Regions from separate parts of the Zea mays genome. Here region 2 is linked to region 1. A link is a contact called in public Hi-C data. All regions are on one chromosome and are shown on one strand. The core of a region is the stretch at or near the end of the contact, and the rest is flanking DNA. Distances in the headings are between cores, read along the strand shown. Region 1 holds the start of LOC100191844 (Transmembrane 9 superfamily member 9). Region 2 holds the start of LOC103643208 (probable rhamnogalacturonate lyase B).

Region 1 (2,700 bases), core at 88-2,587:
TGTTGGCACTCAATCACCAAAATACTTAGAAATGGCCCAAAGGCACATTTCCCTTTCAATTAACCCACTACTATCCTGAATTGTCATGTGATCTGTATCATGTATTCATGAAAAATGCATTTTATGCTACAAGCACTTGTGGTTTTGCTAACTATATCCAGTTATGCAATCCATAGTCCTTTGTAACAGTACATGATTATGCCAAACAAGACATTAGTTGAATGATATGTTCAAACTATTCAAATGTTTTTCTCTTTGTAACAGTTTGTGATGTTGGAATGATATGTTCCATCCACAGTCCTTTGTCTCGGATGGATTTCTTTGTCTTGTCTCTTAAGTATAGTGTATTTCTGACTATCATTTGTCAATTTTGTTGACTTTTATGCTCATAACTTGAGAAACTTTTATTATAAGTGTACATTGTGTTTTATTTTTTTAATGTTGTTTGACTGATTACTGCAAGGAATCTTGTGTAGGTATTGAATATGCTTGCTTGATGGATTGAAGATCCAAACTCGAATACCTTCTAACTTCATAAGTTCATATCCAACGAGTCTGATTACTTGTGGCTTGCTGAAGATGGCATGAAGATGCAGGTGATTATTGCTTGTTCTGTGGCTTCTTTCCTTTTACTTAGTTAACTTCCTATTAGGCAGCTATTGCACCGCAAACCTGTCAACATAGAAAGAGGCTTGTTCTGTAAAACTACTAATCCAGGACTCGTGAGAACAAGAAAGCAAGGATGCCATGGATACAATATTTGTGTGGCAACAATATTAGACATTGTACTCTTTTCTTTTCAAATTATAACCATTCTCTTCTTTTTAAATTATAAGTCGTTCCAATATTTTTAGATATATAACAAAAACTATACATTTGAATAGTATGTCTAGAGCATGTATACTTGAGTGACCAATGAGCATTGAATTTGACTGCATATGATGGATTTAGGATTTATTCGATGTGTAATACTTTTAAGGTATGTAAAATTTTTTAGTTTTTAAAAGATGTTTACAAGAACATAAAATGTCAGTTAGTATTTTTTGAATTTTAATGTATCTTATATTAGAATATGTTCATTGCGTAGCAACGCACGGACATTCACCTGGTTACGATAATAATTCAGGAAGGTAGAATAGACTTTTTCCATTTTCAATAGAGTGAGCTGTCGGGTGGAGAGGGCTCTGGCCCAAAGCCCATTTGACTTCCCTTGAAACGCAAGCCCATTCAGTGGATAGGCCCGTTCACCATTTCTCATCGTTCAATTCAGAGTCTGACATATCAGAGAAGGGCCACAGCACAGAGAGTGACTGTCTGCCAGCGCCAGACTGCCAGTGGACTGCGAGGGAGCGCCTCCGCCTCAGATCCAACCCCACCGATGCGAGCTCCGGCGATGCTCCGCTGGGCCGCGGCGGCGCTCGCCGCGCTCCTCGCCGCCTCACCGGCCGCCGCGTTCTATCTACCCGGCGTGGCGCCCAACGACTTCCATAAGGTCCAAATTCCCTTCGCTTATTCCCACCTTCCTTGTAACGTAACGGTTCTCCCCATCCTTTCGCGCTGGATCTCGACGGCCAGATCCATAGTTTGGTGTTTATCGAGTTGGATGCGAGCGGTGGTGTTTGGGATCTCGGGGTCCTGCTGCTCTCGCTCGCTCCCTTACTCTTACTCTTACTCGTGCCGTTGCGGGTGGCACACGCTGTTCTCTCACCTGACATCATAATCGTTGGCGCTTCTGTGCGCAGTTGTGTAGTCTGACGAATTGCGTGCTTGTCGTTTCATTTCTGCACGGTGCTGCTCAGTGCTAATGACGCACCACCACTTCAATTGCTCCCTGACATTTGATCGGATGCATTTGGAATTCGAGACTAATGGCATTCACTTTTGGCCAGGTCCCTGCTTCAAATCTCAATGTTGAGGCAAAAGCGTTTTCCCCTTAGCGATGATAAATAATCGAAGACATTATAGTTGGTCTAAAGTTTGTGTAATGTTATTGAATCGTATATTTGAACTTTAAATAAGAAAATTGTGCGGTGAGTATGCCACGGTATGTGTTCAAAATGCGCAGAGCACACAACAATCTGCACCCAGATGTACTCAAATCTGTACTCACTTGTATTCAAGATGTGCAGTTCTTCATTTTTTTGTACATACATCAAATGCTCCATTTGATCTCAGAAGGTAAATTTCATGTTTCATTGTATACATGATACTTATAGTTTGAACTTGGCAGCTGCAGATGATATTTTCTTGACAATAAGCTGTTGTCACGCAAACCATTCTCCGTTCTGTTTCTCTTGTTTCTGGTTGCTTCGTGTAACATGTGAATCCACCCTACTCTCTGACAGTCATATGTGCCCATGCATAACGCTAGCTGATTCAATGAATGATGACAACACATTATTTTCAGATCCTTAAAAAGCATGTATGTGTCCTAGTAGTTGCGTTTACAGAAAAGAATGTCAAATTGTGTATGTTTCAATCGTTTGAGCTACGGGGATGATCAGAGAATTACATTTCCTTCTTAAATCATAGCCTTTTATTTTACTGAAATATGTGTTGTGTGTTCTAATTGGTTCATACATAATTTTCTGCAGAAAGATCCACTTTTGGTGAAGGTGAATAAGCTGACATCCACGAAGACGCAACTTCCCTACTCATATTACTCTCTTCCTTTCTGTAAACCAAACACGATAGTTGACA
Region 2 (2,700 bases), core at 187-2,686, 160 kb before region 1:
AGCGATTTATTCTGGATGCATATTGGACTTATGTAGCTTGAATTTCTTGTGTACGGTTAGCAGCACAGAACAATATATACATCAGTTCTTCAGTTTGACCACAATCAAGTATGGTGTGAGCAAGTTCAGATGACACAAAGTTGTTCTTGTATGTTTAAAGCAAATCTTCAAGAAATTGGTCAGAGATCGATGTATCGCCTTGCCTTACCTCCATTCAAAATTTAGGAAAAAAAAACACAAACCATTTTTTTGAAGTACAGTAAACAATTAGATAGTACTGTATCAAATTATTAGGCTATGTGCGGTGAACACTGATAGACAATGTGTAGGTAACAATACTAATACTTACAACACAGGCAACGACAGTCGTTGCCTACAACACAATAGGTTGCCCCATTATTCAGGTAACTGAAGCATCAGTTATGCCCTGTGCCTCAAGCCAGCTCGATGGAACGGGGGCGGCTGTGCCCAGCGTGGTGGTGGTAGTGGTGGTGCCCTGTCCGGCGTCTCCGATCTGACGGAGATGATTTAGCTCCGTGGCGTCTCCCAACCTTTTCGCCTCCCGATTGCCCGTCGAGACGAGAAGACGGCGGCACGCGCTAGGCGCGGCAGCTGCTCGCTTCCACGTGTCCATGCCGCTGGCGGCTGGCTATAGACGGCCGTGCGCGCACCACCGTGCGTATTATAGTATAAAATAATGTAGTGCTCGGGTTAGTATCTGTCTATCTGATATTGTTCTGATTAGTTTGTCAGTCATTGCTGAACGATGCATGATGTTTGCAAGGGCACCTACTAGTCTACCAATACTACTTTAATCAAGAATTCCAACAACCCGTCGCAGTGGGCTTAAACAATCATTGTCAAATCTAGCTGGAAAAAAAAAAGAAGAAAAAGTTTCGTCGTTGTATGCTGTAGATCGGGGACGGAGACGGAGCCAGAAAAGTTTAAGATAGACTAAACTGCAGTATAGAAGTCCCTTCTATATTATATTGTGTATATTTTAGATTAGAGAGATCTCTAGTAAGATTCCATGAGATCGAAAGATCGAGGTAGAGGACTCGAGCCACACCTGCTCCACCGCTGCATTCGTCTCTGCTGCAGATGTTCCTATTCTTTGAGTTGCACTCATCCAAATCAGGCTTTGTTCGGTTATTCCCAATACACATGGATTGAATGGAATTGAAAAAATTCTTAAGAAATTTGATTTGTTTGGGATTCAAACCTATCCAATCCCACTCAATCCACATGGATTGAGAGCTAACCGAACAAGCCCTCAAATGGAACTAACTCATGACTGCATGATGGTGCATTGGTGCCCAAATCTAAATCTGGGCTGGAAGCCATTGCTGACACTTTTGACCAGCCGAACATTAGGCACTCACAGCCACAGATGAAACAAGGCTCCTTGAAGGCGGCAGGTTCGGACGCTTTCGGTGCAGCCACAACCCCACGAGCCACTCAGACACTTTCCATTTTTCTTCGCTATTCCTGCAGCTGACAGCAAACATTCACAGGTGTGCACTGCCTGCCTGCCGACTAGACCAACCAACTACCAAGAATTAAAAGACGCGGCCGAGCGAGCGAGGGCCGGGGGGCTAGGACGCCGGCCATTGCCGCCCTCCTCTTCTCGCTCCATCCCCATCTTCGCCTCCTCCTCCTCCTCCTTGGCTTCAACTCCACTCCTCGCACGCTTGCTTGCTTTCCAAACCAAGGGATAACGGATAACATAACCGCCGCCCGTCTAAGCGCTTCCACCACCACCACGTACTACGCCGCCCATCCCAACTGCACTGCACTGCACCCAGCAACAGCCAACAGGGGTAGTGGAAAGACGAAAGGACTCGCTGATCTGCCCATCATCCATCCAATCCATATGGAGAAGCTTAGGTACTACTCCTCCTCCTGCTCCTGTTGTTGATGCCAGTCATATTCCATTTAGCAATGCCGCCATTACGAGCGGCTCCTAGATTTCTCACCCAGTTCCTCCCTATATGGCTATATATATACACACACACATTCACGCATCCCTCATCTGCCTGTCTGTCTGGTGGTCTCAAAACCTGCATCAGGAGCCTCTGTGCCTGCTGCATGGGCCCTCCGCGGCCGGCCTCGCCGGCCTGTGCCACCGCCGGCGTCACGGTCAAGGTCAGCGACAGATACGTGAGTAGTCCCCATCTCCGCCCCGCATTTTCTTCGTTGCGCGGTGTTTGACGTGTCTGTCTCACTCACCCGCGCGCGTCGTTCTTCCGCCACGTGGATGGGGGACACGCTGATCCGGCCGTCCGGGCGCAAACCGCACGCGCAGGTCGAGATCAAAAACGGCATCTTTGACCTGACGCTGTCCAACCCGGACGGGATCGTCACCGGCGTGCGCTACAACGGCGTGGACAATCTCATGGAGATTCTCAACAAGGAAGACAACCGAGGGTACCGTTTCTGAATTATTATTATTATTATTATTTTTGCTTCCTCTGCCCCTGTCCTTTCATCACTTTATTATTCTTCATCAGTGTGACCTTTTTTTTGGTGTCTGGCTTTGGTTAGTTCAAGAGACTGCTGATAATTGGATCATGGCACAGTTTAAATATACGTTTTCTTATTCACTTTATTAGCATTTGTGTTGTTTATAAATTAAAGAAATGCATAATACATATTGGAGCACAGAATTAGGAATTGGAATCAGCTTTCTACAATGCTATT

What was found. Hi-C and Micro-C count contacts between places; a contact is called where the count stands out from the background.
Region 2: a Hi-C map of ear shows a contact between it and region 1, with 3 times the contacts expected there. The contact joins the promoter of LOC103643208 here to the promoter of LOC100191844 in region 1. A contact is called at or near these places in 2 of 25 Hi-C or Micro-C datasets (ear and leaf).

The regions. Positions count from the first base shown.
Region 1 is chr1:210,640,987-210,643,686 of Zm-B73-REFERENCE-NAM-5.0, reverse strand. LOC100191844 (Transmembrane 9 superfamily member 9) reads left to right here and starts at 1,337. Exons shown (of 7, transcript NM_001137268.1): 1 at 1,337-1,492; 2 at 2,595-2,700. The coding sequence starts at 1,379.
Region 2 is chr1:210,799,774-210,802,473 of Zm-B73-REFERENCE-NAM-5.0, reverse strand. It overlaps LOC103643208 (probable rhamnogalacturonate lyase B), which reads left to right and starts at 1,436. Exons shown (of 16, transcript XM_008666357.3): 1 at 1,436-1,887; 2 at 2,070-2,160; 3 at 2,306-2,427. The coding sequence starts at 1,874.